2 separate regions of the Mus musculus genome follow, and region 2 is linked to region 1. The links are chromatin contacts, called in public promoter capture Hi-C maps. All regions are on one chromosome and are shown on one strand. The core of a region is the stretch at or near the end of the contact, and the rest is flanking DNA. Distances in the headings are between cores, read along the strand shown.

Region 1 (6,283 bases), core at 2,391-4,890:
TGGGGAGGCAAAGGCAGGCAGATTTCTGAGTTCGAGGCCAGCCTGGTCTACAGAGTGAGTTCCAGGACAGCCAGGGCTACACAGAGAAACCCTGCCTTACTTTAAATGTGGGCGCTTTTGTTAGCTTTTAAGATAGTTCTCAAGCGTATCTTTTTAGATGTTTTAATTATGAATCTCCAAAATAGTCTTTGACAAAACAAAACAAAATAAAACACGATACAAATGACCTGTGATGTGACTTTAAAAGGCACTCAATGTAAGGGGGGGGGGGGCAATATTGCCTTATTGTTTCAGTCTATGTTGTTTTTTAGATATTTTCTTTATTTACATTTCAAATGTTATCCCCTCTGCTATCCCCTCCCCCTCCCCCTCCCCCTGCTGACCAACCCAACTACTCCCACAGTCTATATTTTTTTTAAAAACATACAATGAGGTAAAAAATAAAATAAAATGTTTGCCTTCAAAGAGGGGCAGGGAGCAGCAACTTGAAAGACTAAGTAAAGAAAAGAAAGTGAAAGAGAGTAGGGGAAAGTGAAACAGATTGGCAACTAAGTTAAAAGAACAAGGAAACCAAACCGGGCGGACAGGCGGGCGGGGCGCAGAAAGAGCGACTCCTCTCCCTGCTGAAAAGGAGCTCACTTAGAACACCTAGAACACGTGATCGCCCTCCTTCCCTGCCTTTAGTCATCCTGGTATGTTTATTAAGTGAGGGTACACTCCCTTAGTTCCCACAGTTCGATCACAAAACACAGCGAGCCTGGGCTTCAAGCCAAGTATCTTTTCTTGTTTGTTTTTTTACTTTTTGAGAGAGGTCCTTGGTAGTAGCCTGAGCTGGCCTTAAATTCACAGCGTATCTGGGCCACCTAGCTGAGATTACCAGTAAGAACTTTCAGGCCTGGCTTATTTTCTTCATTCTGAAGAACTTGAGAAAAGGCTTCATTGGCAACCAGCCACCTTAGTTTTCTTGTGAAGGAGGTGACTTTTCACAGGGCCATGTTACAGAAAAGATATTAACGTGCTGTTTTGTTCATAAACGTGTTTATTACTTGACTATTATTTTCTTTAAACTTTTTCGGCCTCCGGTATGCTTTCAAGCTTGTTTGTCAACAAGTTCTCTTTGAATTCCTGTTTTTATTAAACAATTTCTTTTTTTTAAAGATTTATTTATTTATTATATGTAAGTACACTGTAGCTGTCTTCAGACACTCCAGAAGAGGGAGTCAGATCTCATTACAGATGGTTGTGAGCAACCATGTGGTTGCTGGGATTCAAACTCAGGACCTTCGGAAGAGCAGTCAGTGCTCTTAACCGATGAGCCATCTCACCAGCCCCACGTTTTCATTCTAACCATTCAAAGTTTCATTCTAAGCCTTGAAAAGCATCCTGAATCCTTGCTAAGACTGAACATGTCACAGGGATAAAAATGGTAAAGCCAGAGGGTTCCTAATAACACATGGAAGATCTTTTCTTTCCTTTCTCTCCAAAGACCTCATGAAGCCAAGGTGTGGTGGCACAGGCCTTTAATCCCAGCACTCAGGAGGCAGAGGCAGAGGCAGGCGGATTTCTGAGTTCGAGGCCAGCTTGGTATACAAAGTGAGTTCCAGGACAGCCAGGGCTACACAGAGAAACCCTGTCTCGAGGAAAAAAAAAAAAAAAAAAAGACCTCATGAAATCGAGAGAAAATTACATAAGCAAATGAAAGTAATCTAAAAGTGCTATACATAAATATTCTGGTTACCATTCAGCAGGAATATAATATTAGAAGTCAGAATATTACAGTTAAAGTTCCCTGTGGTGGGTTCCACTTTTACTGGAACAGTGGTACTGTTTTGGATCCAGCACCTTCAGTTTAAGCCAGAAATACAAATACCAGCAGGGCACATTTTTGGGGACACATATTAAATTTTTTAAATTACAGTGTCAAAAATAGCCAAGAACCCTAACACCCGCTAATCAAGAATATGATTTTCATTGGGCAGTGATGGCGCATGCCTTTAATCCCAGCACTCGGGAGGCAGAGGCAGGCGAATTTATGAGTTCGAGGCCAGCCTGGTCTACAGAGTGAGTTCCAGGACAGCCAGGGCTACACAGAGAAACCCCGTCTAGGAAAAAAAAAAAAAAGATTTCTCCACAAGCTATGCAGAAAATATACTTGGGAGTGGTGTTTTTAAAAAATATTTAGAGAAAATATTGTGACATATAGCCTAGGTTGGCCTAGAACTCACAGCCCCACTGTCTCTACTTTCTGAGGGTTAGGATTACAGGTAAGAGCCCTCATGCCAGGCTCTGATGCCAGACTAACCCCTATCTGAACAAAAAAATGTATGCTTAGTAGGCTTCTGTGGTTAGCCATCCACTGCCTAGTCACACGAATCAAATAGTGACCACGCTATCAGGGTCAAAGTCTTGTGCCAGCCAAGGGTGCCAAGAAAAACAGGTGCTTATTAAAGAGGCTTTGATTGTTCTGAAGGAGTTTGTTTTGAAGAAATCAATTAAAAGATCTATCTACCTTGTTATGATTGTAATTACAATCATAATAAATTGCAGCTAAATTAACTCGATTTTCTTTACATTACTTTTTTTTTTTGGTTTTTGAGACAGAGTTTCTCTGGGTAGCCCTGGCTGTCCTGGAACACACTTTGTAGACCAGGCTGTCCTCGAACTCAGAAATCCTCCTGCCTCTGCCTCCCATGTGCTGGGATTAAAGGCGTGCGCCATCATGCCCGGCTTACATTACTTTTTTTTTAACTCACATAAAGGAACATTTTGGCTTTCTTTCTTCTATTTATTTTCAAGCTATTGAAGCACAATGTCATTGTCCTTTCTATTTACCATATTATTATTTTGTAAACAAGAAAAAAAATGTACTTCTCCAAAGAATGCTCCTTTGCCTTCAAATTCATTTTATGGATTAAAACAGCCCAAAGGTACAGAGGACACTTCTTCAGCACCAGGTATGTCCCAGTGTTGGGCCATGACCTCATTCTGGAGCAGACTCCCTGGTTGCAGCTGCTGCAACCTACAGGGTATGTGTAGGATGCTTTAAGCCCCGCAAGCAATTCACTGCACCAAACGTGGTGCAGTGACCGCAGTAGGCTCCGGATGAGGCTGCCAACCAGTGTACACTTTCCAGACTCTGCGGGTGAATTGGGCAACGACCCCGCATGCTCCCCAAAGTGTGCGGTGCTCTGGTAGACTGGCGGTTCTGAATCCCATACCTGGTGCATCACAGAGAAGACCAGCTGCACAGTGCACCGGCTAGAAACAGGGCGACAGACATTAAACGTCGGTCTGAGATGACCAGGATCGTCCGGGCCCTACTCGAATCACTACACCCCACCCCAACGCCTCTGACCACCAACTTGGAACGGCGCGCGATGCCCATCTCTGGGACAAAGGCCACCCATGAGCTTGCTCTGTCCCCAAGTGCTGATCTCCTGGTCCTGACTCCAGCCCCGGTGTGGTGTCCTTGGCGGTTGCGGCGCGAAACACGTACCCACATCTCCCAGGAAGCAGCCGTCCCCGGCGCGCGGCTCCATGCTGCTCGCCCGCTGGGCTCCCCTGTCTACCGGCCTTGTGACTCAGAGCTCTGGGACCTGAGCCGGGACCTAAACCGAGACCTACCCCGGAGCGCAGGCCGCTGGGCGGGGCCTGATTGCTACCATGGCCACCGCTGGGAGTTGTAGTTTCTGTATCCGCCGCGTGCCACCTGAGCGTCCCCACTCCGCTGTCACTGCTGAAGGGTGACATGCAAATCAGAAGAGTGCAAAATATGTGTCCGTGTTGACACCAGTGAATATACGTCCATTAACAACTCCTGTGTTTGGCAGAAAAGCTTAAATCCCGGTGTCCTAGCTAAAAGATACGTTCGTATGCAAAATGTTTAGCTCCTCAAACGCGTGCCCATGTGCAAAAAGTGTTTAGCTGCCAAAACTGGCCTTCTGTGGTTTACACTGATCCCGCTGAGCAAAGTATTCAGTCTCTTCATGCCTGAAACTTTGAAGAAAACGTTTTCACTGAAGATGGTGATCAAAATGCCTAACTTCTTTCTTTCTTTCCTCTCTCTCTCTCTCTCTCTCTCTCTCTCTCTCTCTCTCCCTCCCTTCCTCTCTCCCTCCCTCTCTTTCTTTCTTTCAAAATAAATCTTAACTTTCAAATAGCTGGTATTCATTGAAGAAAACCACGTTTCTTGGTGAATGGTTTTAATCAGGTGTTTCACTAACCAGTTTAGCAGAAGGAGTTGGAGCTCTATGAGCAACCTAGCAGAAAGGAGAAACCAGTCTTCCCAGGGGGTTCCAGGTCAACCAAAAACGTGAGATACTTGGGAGACACTCTCATCTTGACCAGTACAGAGGCTCACGGAGGAAATACAACGTGACTTGAACATGATAACATCAGAATCACTGGAAATAGCACTAGAAGTCATCCTTTGAGGTAAGGATGCTTGGATGGCCGGAAACTTCATCTGCACCTTGGACCACAGGTTTAGGAGACCTTGAATGGTATCTGTTGGGAACCCGAACTTCTGGAATAAACCTTGGAATAAAATTCCAAATCTTTTAGTAAAAGGATCTGTATCTATTTGGCCATTTGTTTATCAAATTTTGGCTCTTGTGGTTTTGTTTTTGTTTGTTTTGTTTTGCAGGGGCATTTGTTTTGGTTTTGCTTTGTTTGATGTATATGTGAGTGTATGTGACTACATGTGTGTTTGCAGGTCAGAGGATACAGTCCGTGTTAGTCCTTGAGGACCTTCTGATTTGTTTGAGACGGGGTCTCCTATTCACCGCTGCACCTGGCAGGCCTGTGGGCTCTCAGAGAGCCGTCCACTTCCTCCTCCCATCACGGTGCAAGACTGCTGGAATTATGAATGACAGCTTACATTGCCCAGTTTTTCTTGAGCTCTGAGAATCCAAGCTCTGGTCCTGTCAGATGGCTCAGCAAGCCCACGACCGAGCCATCTCTCAGGTCTTGCACATGCTTCTTTGCAAGTTTTCTACGTTTTTAGGCAGATAAAAATAGGCTTCATTTTCACACATTTGCAGTGAGATTCTGTGATTCGGTATTCCTTCTTGTCTGTGTGGTAGGTCTGCATGTTTGTATTTTCTTCAGCATTTCTTTCCTGACACGGATTCTGCAAATGTGAATATAGGCTATATCGAACACATATGAATATATACATGTATATTGTACATGTGTTATATAAATGTTTGTTATAGGTTTCCTAAGCAATCATTTTTTTTCCATTTTCTTTTCTTTTTTTTTTTTTTTTTTTTTTTTTTTTGGTTTTTCGAGACAGGGTTTCTCTGTGTAGCCCTGGCTGTCCTGGAACTCACTCTGTAGACCAGGCTGGCCTCAAACTCAGAAATCCGCCTGCCTCTGCCTCCCGAGTGCTGGGATCAAAGGCATGAGCAGCCACCCCCTTTTTTAAAGTGTTTACATATTCAAAAGTACATTCTCTAAAATAGGTCCTTGTCTTACATAGGGTTTTACTGCTGAGAACAGACACCATGACCAAGGCAACTTAAAGACAACATTTAATTGGGGCTGGCTTACAGGTTCAAAGGTTCAGTCCATTATCATCAACGTGGGAGCATGGCAGTATCCAGGCAGGCATGGTGCAAGAGGAGCTGAGAGTTCAACATTTTGTTTTGAGGGCAAACAGTAGAAGACTGGCTTCTAGGCAGCTAGGATGAGGGTTCTAAAGCCCAAGCCCACAGTGACACGCCTACTCCAAGGCCACACCTACTCCAAGGCCACACCTCCAAATAGTGCCACTCCCTGGGCTAGGCATATTCAAACTACCACAGTCCTTTTTCTTCAACAGCCAAAATATATTCATCAAGGACCAAAATATGGATATTATGCTGTTTTTTTTTCATTATATTCTTTGACGGAATGACTGACTTGAAATTTGTTATTCTGTAAAGAAAGAAAATATAAGATTTAAGTTAAGAGTTCTCTGAACTGAAAGGAAATTATTCCCAAAATATTTACTAAATAGTAACCCATTTATCCATGTTTGTATTAATTAATCTCCTTTAATTGCATGTTAAACTCATTATCTTTTTAACCTATTAAAGTATCTGTACAATATTAATAAAAATCTAATATTCATTTAGCACAGTCGTTTATTGAATAAGTTAGTGAATTTTTAAATTAACTACTTTTAGGATTTGAATATAAAATATATTCCACATACTCATGTGCTAAAACCCTGGTCCCAAGCTGATGGTATTATTTGGAGAAGGGCTAGAAACCCAAAGAAATGTCCAGCCTTTTCACA
Region 2 (6,784 bases), core at 514-3,013, about 10 Mb before region 1:
ACTACTTCTTAGACACATTTCTTAGAAGCTATTCTGTGGTCAACATGTTTACTTCAGTACAACCTGCCCATTACACACAACATATCTTAAAAGAGTCAACTCCAAGATCAGTACACCAACAGTGAGAAAAAGAAACCATACAGAAACCTAAGTCCCTAGAAATACAAGGCACAGCAGGCCAACTCGGGTTTCTTTAGGGAAGGAGCACCAAACTGCTTTAAACATCTTCAGTATTTTGCTTTCTGCTTAAAATTTACGGTCCCGGTCACATAATCAAATGACATTTCCTTTCATCATTGAACAGAGAGAGAGACCCACTACAGTTTCAATATTCAGGTTACTAGACCAGCTTTCCGTTTTACGATTTAAGACGCTTTAATGTGTGCAGTTGTTCCTTCGGCTCCATGCAAAAGGTGCTGTTCTGTTTGGGAAACCTGAACAGCTTGGGTGAGGTTATCTCCTAACTGACTCCATAACTTCGAAACACACAGCCTGTGGATGTTCGCTCCAGCTGACCCTGTCAGGGAAAGCTCCACACCGAGCCACTCCACACACACACACACACACACACACACACACACCTGCCTCTGCAAAACTCGCAGGCCTGCTACAGCCCCGACACTTCCTGAATTCGAAAGCCACTCAAACTGGCTAAGTGACGCCTTACCTTCATGGTGACTCTGGGGCCGCGATCCCCACGGCGACACCAGCTTCACCTGCACCTGGAGGGGAAACAAAGACACCGGGTCAGCACCACCGGCACCACCACCACCCCCGCCCCAGGCCGTAGGGGCGGGGGCGGCACCGAGCGGGGCCAGGAGCCCCGAGCAGGCACGCGCCATCCCACCGCCCCTACCGCCCCCACCGCCCGCCGCCCCATTGTCGCGACTCCACGGACTTTTCCCCCGTCCTCCACGATGACGCCATTTCTGTCAGAAGAAAACTCACAACAAGCCCAGGGTCCGGCGCGGCCTGAAGCGCGGCTGCGACCGTCCAAGCCTACGGAACCGCGATGCCCGGAGCCCCCGGACTGAGCCCTCGGTGAACCGGCGGGCCCTTGGGCTGCGGAGGCTCGGCCCCACAGCGTCCGCCCGCGTCCCGCCCGAGCCAAGGCCCACAAGTGGGAGCCGGGACCGGGCACCGAGGACATCCAGCTCCCAGCACGGCGGCCCGAGGCCGCCGGGCCCACGGTGCGGCCCGGGTAGGGCGGCTCCGGCTCGGCGCGGCGGGGGGCGGGGGTCCCAGGAGGCCGAGGCCCCGCTGCGAGCGCCGACTCAGCCCCGTTGCCATCTGCCCCGATGCGCGGCCCGGCCCGGAGCTTCCCCCATAGAAAAGAATGTCCCTACCTCGGGCACAGACGAGGTCTGAGCCCTGCGGCCAGAGCCCCCTGATCCGCCTCCCCCCACCCCCAACACCAGCAGGCCTGTGGGGAGAGAGAGCGAAGGAGCTGCGGGTCCGCCGGCGGCCGGGACTCCGGCTCCGACTCCTCCTCCTCCCGTGGCGGCGACTGGTACCTTTGTTTGGCGGCCGCTCCGGCTCCCTCGCGGGGGGAGGGGGGCGACAAAAAAATCCCTCTCGGACGGAGGTCCGGGCCCCGGTCTCACAGCCCTCCAGAGGAACACGGCGGCCGACCTTCAGCGGCTCCCTCCGGGCAGAAGTCCAGGCGGTGGCCGTCGCGGCGGCAAACTGCGGCTCGAGACTCTCCCTCCGCTCCAGCGCCCGAGCTCCTCACTCCGGACTCGACTGACGGGCAAACATCGCTTTCCCCCCTCTCTGGCCCCCCTGCCCCTTCTCCCCTCCCCTCGGCCCTTTGCCCCTCCCCTACCTCTTTCCCGGATGCCTCTCAGACGACCTAGGATTGGGTAGGATTCTTTGGAGCCCGCCTCTTCCAAGTTTCTATTGGTTTGAGCGATGCAAACAACGACGCCATTTACCCACCAGTTCTATGGAAACAGAAAGTTATCCCTCAATACTTTCTGGGAATTGTAGTCCAGTCTTCTAGGCCAATCGGTAAACTGACGGACATTAGAACTACCAAGACCGCAATGCCCACTTGCCTGCGTTCGACGAGAGAGGGGAGGGGAAGGAGGCGCGGCCATGAGGCAGAGGGGAGGTGGCATACGACGCCTGCGCAGTGTGATAGGGATGGCGTATTTTCTTGCACTGAGTGCTGCGGCGTCGCTGGCCGCTGAGGAGGGCAGAGATTTCTGTGTGAAATAGTGGGAGGGCTCCAAGGAAGCCTCTTGAAGAGCCGCAGTCAGAACAATAAATTGAGAAGTCGATGTGGGCACTGCTAGTCTCGTACCGGCGGCGGCTTCAAGTCTGAGATCATCGTGGAACCGTGAGCAACAGCGCGGTGGCAGGGGGGACCCGGATGGGGAGCGGGGGAGGGGGCGGTACGGAGGAGGAAGCAGTAAGGAGGGAGAGAGGACCCGGATGCTGACCCGGCTCGGAGTGACTGCCGGCCGGGTGCTGGGATGAGGGGAGGCAGAGGAGCTCGGAAAGAGTGGAAGGGCCACCGGTGCAGCGCAGGGAAGAAGCCCGCCTGCGAGCTTATTACAGCTATGCCTGTGTGGAGCCCTTTCTTTTCCTTCAGAGCCATCGCCCCCCGGGGCTTGGAGTCAAAGGTTCTTGCTATGCGCCTAACAGCTGAGCTCGGTGACCCATATCTGTGTCGCTAGTCTCAAGCCAGAGCCGGCCTATTTTAAAAAGAGAGAGAGATACTTTGCATGAAATTTTCAATATTGTATGAATGTTTGATGCTCAGAGTTCACCCTCTGAGATGTTAGAAGTCCTCATGTGGAAAGAGGGGATGTATAACTTCCTGAACGGAAGTCTAGTCAAAATGAAACCTGATAGGAGGACCTTTGGCTTCGAGAGGTATAGAAAGGTTTTCCTGAGAGTGTGAGAACTAAGCTTGACTCAAGAAGCCAGCCAGAGTTACTAAGGGAAGTCCCTAAAGGAAAGGAAACCTGTTTCAGGAAAAAGACTTCCCAGTAGGAAGAACTGAGGCCCAGAGAGGTGAGGTAGGAATTTTGATCCAGTACCCTGGAGACTGAAACAGGATGACCCTGTCTTCAAAAAAGGAAAAAAAAAAAAATTAAAAACAGTTTTTATCTGGTCCAATGGCCCAGTGAACAATAGGATATCTTGGATTCCTAACTTGAATTGCTAAAATGATAACGCACCCAAAAGAAGAGGAAATGCTTAGCATTGTGGTGGTGACAAGTGCTAAGACCAGCCTGATCTACAGTATGAGTTCCAGGCTAGCTTAGGCCACATAGACCCTGTCTCAAGAAAAAAGTATATAGAGGACAATTAGAGAGGCAGCTACAATTGCATTTCTACAGTGGAAACAATCTGTTTGCATAAATACTAATCTACTCTTTGAACAAATTGCTACGAGCTTTTCATTTTGAAAGTGGGAAAATGGTGTCAGATTCAGAGACATTCTGTAGTGACTCCATATAAAACTGAGCTTGTGCCCCTCAGCCATTATTACCTCTTAAATTTAAGTCTAGTACACGAGAAGCCGAAAAGTCTAACTGTGATAAATTGACAGTTGTGGATTTAAAAAAAAAAAAAATTTTTCAAGAGTGTATAGAACTCAAACTGCCTTAGGCTCTTAAGAAAAAAAATACCAAACATTGTTTCTCAGTATTCACAAACATTGAGTTCTCATGTTTACCCCTCCACTGATAATACTATGTGTAAATATTTTGGGGGAAAGAACATTAATGACTCACATGAGTATTGTTAATGTGAGTGAGCAAAGGGAAGAGTGTTTAATTCATCACTGGTAGAGAAATAGGAAAGATTAAGAAAACTTCAGAATTTAAAGGACTCTTAATTTCTGTGCAGACTGTCACTTGCTGTCGACTAAGAGGCAAATTCTTGAAAAGTGACCTCATTATTATAAGTTAGGTCAAATGTGTTTTCCAGGATGCAAACAAGATAGCAGCTGGCTTCTTGCTACCACTCTAGTTGAGAAGAGATGGCTGCTAGCCTTTGGACTTTACCCAAAACCAAAAAAAAAAAAAAAATTTTTTTTTTAACAATCTTCTTCCAGAATGATGTTACCAACATTATCTGCCTCCTTCCTTCTTTGCATCTTCTTTATTGTTCACCTCTAAGAACCAAGCAACATGTCCATGTACCTCATCCCATACCTGCTCTACCACCACCACCCCCATCTCCATGTGGATGACCCTATTCCCCCACCCCAACTTTACCAGACCTCCCCACTCCCTGGGAGAGACCTCAGGTCTCTCCACGGTTAGGTGCCTGCGTCCTCTCTCAATGATTCCAGATCAGGCAGTCCTTTGCTGTATATGTGTCAGGGTGCTCATATCAGCTGGTGTATGCTGCCTGGTTTGTGGCTCAGTGTCTGAGAGTTTGGGGTCCAGGTTAGTTGAGCCGGCTGGTCTTCCTATAAGGTTACCCTCCCTCCTCAGCTTCTTCCAGCTTTTCCCTAATTCAACCACAGGGATCCCCAGCTTCTGTCCATTGTTTGGGTATATCTGCTTCTGTCTCTTTCAGCTGCTTGTTGGGTGTCTCTGAGGGCGGCCATGCTAGGCTCCTTCTGTAAGTACACCATAGCATCAGTAATAGTGTCAGCCCTAGAGGCCTCCCCTTGAGCTGGATCCCATTTGGACCTGTCACTGTACCTCCTTTCCCTCATGCTCTTCTCTATTTATGTCCCTGCAGTTCTTTAGACAAGAACAATTCTGGGTCAGAGTTTTTGACTGTGGAGTGGCAACCCCATCCCTCCACTTGATGTCCTGTCTTTCTACTGAAGGTGGACTCTACAAGTTTCCTCTTCCCACTGTAGGGCTTTTCATCTAAGGTCCTCCCTTTGAGTCCTGAGAGTCTCTCACCACCCAGGTCTCTGGTACATTCTAGAGGGTCCTCCCCACTCCCCCTATTACCTCCTGTATTTGCCTGTTTCCATTCTTTCTGCTGGCCTTCGGGGCTTCAGTCCTGTTTTCCCCACCCCCAACCCTCAATGGCTCATGCCATTTGTAATTAGCTTTCTGCCTCTGGTTTATGAATAAGATGTACACCTTGTGCTACTGATCCAACACTATGCTTTCCTGCCTGCTTGTTTACACACTCCCCAGCATGATGGTCATAGACTCATCCTCTGAAATTGTAAGCAAGCCTCCAATTAAATATTTTGTTTATGAGTTGCCTTAGTCATAATATCATGGGTTGTTTTTTGGTGGTGGTAGTTTTTTTGTTGGTGGAATTGTTTGTTACTTTGTTTGAGACAGGGTCTCTCTACATAGTACCAGCTGTGTTGGAACTCACCATGCAGACCACACTAGCTACGAACTCGTAGAGATTCACATGCCTTTACATGCTGGAATTAAAAGCATGTGCCACCACATCCAACTGGTCATGGTGTCTCTTTACAGCAATAAAAGCAATAACCGAGACAACCACACATACAAAATTAAATAAATGAATACTTTTTAAAGTATGCTTTTCACTGGACATGATGATACACATGTAATCATAGCACCTGAAGGCTAAGAAAGGATTTTTCATTCTAGGCCAGCCCAAACTGCATAGGGAAATTCTTACTCAAAGAAAATAAAAATAAAAAATAAAAAAGTGTGCATGTGTCTGTGTTTGATCCTAAGGAGCAACCTGAACAATAAATACATCACTTTGATTCCTTGATTTTAATAGAGAGCTACTGGAGGAGATGGGCTCAGTCAGTGAAGAATCTAGGAAGCATAAGGAGCCAACTTCAGATCCCCCTGTAAAAGCCAAGTTGCACAACTCCTAATCCCAGAACTAGACTAGGCCAGAACAAGCATCTCCCAGGAATTCATTAGCCAGCCAGCTAAATTAACAGGGCCAGGATTCAAGATTCAACTATAAAAATATAAGGTGGCAAATGATTGAAGAAGAACCAAGGTTATATAGCCTCTGCAAACACACACATGTACATATAAAATTTTTTGTTTATCACAGATACTGTATATGTTTGTGAGTACCCACATACCTCAATGCTTGTGTGTGGTGGTCAGGATAGTTTTCAGCTCTTAACTTCTCTCTCTCTCTTAATTTTGTGTATGGAGTCAGCAGATGGCTCTAGTTACCTGGATTTGCCACCAAGTCTGACAACCTGAGTTGTTCAATCCATGGGATTCACACGATGCAGGAGAACTGAGTCCCTGTTTGTAGAGCCTGTGAAGTTGACAACACTAACCATCACAGGTACCTTCCAGTTCCGAAACCTGTGACATACAGCACTTTGACCAGCAATAACCATAAACTGCAATTATGTAACCAAATTATACTTGGTTTTATATTTACATATACAGAGTGAATCCATGAAAGGTTATTAGAAGAGGGCTTGTGATCCTACAGGACAAAATGGTGATCCCCAAAGAAGACACAACTCATAACATCTAAAGCTTGCCAGAGGTGTCATAGTTACTAGAAAAACAGGGCCTCTGAGGAGAAAAGTGGACCCCAGTATTGAAAGAAACAGAAGATTCACCAGTAGAAGAGGCCCCTGCAAAAACCAGGATTGAAGCTGGGCCTGATGGCATGCTCTGTAATCCCAGTATTTGGGAGTAGAGGCAGAAAGATCAGGAAGGAATTCAAAGGTAGCTGGGGCTATATGTATATATATATATCTTAAAAAATACATGCATGCATGCATGCCATGATTTATATTCTAGGAAGTGTTGAAGTAAATGCGGAATCCAAGTAATTCAACACTACAGAAAATAACTATATTCAAATGAGTATGCATCTTAGAAACAAT

The links. Promoter capture Hi-C pulls out the DNA fragments that hold promoters and counts their contacts.
Region 2: a promoter capture Hi-C map of pre-B cells shows a contact between it and region 1. The contact joins the promoter of Arid4b here to the promoter of Asb13 in region 1. A contact is called at or near these places in 2 of 39 promoter capture datasets (cranial neural crest and pre-B cells) and 1 of 484 Hi-C or Micro-C datasets (CD4 T cells).

The regions. Positions count from the first base shown.
Region 1 is chr13:3,631,389-3,637,671 of GRCm38.p6, reverse strand. It overlaps Asb13 (ankyrin repeat and SOCS box-containing 13), which reads right to left and starts at 3,640. Exons shown (of 6, transcript NM_178283.4): 1 at 3,497-3,640. The coding sequence starts at 3,539.
Region 2 is chr13:14,058,763-14,065,546 of GRCm38.p6, reverse strand. Arid4b (AT rich interactive domain 4B (RBP1-like)) reads right to left here and starts at 1,763. Exons shown (of 24, transcript NM_194262.2): 1 at 1,515-1,763; 2 at 668-722. The coding sequence starts at 673. Ggps1 (geranylgeranyl diphosphate synthase 1) reads left to right here and starts at 2,059. Exons shown (of 4, transcript NM_010282.3): 1 at 2,059-2,341.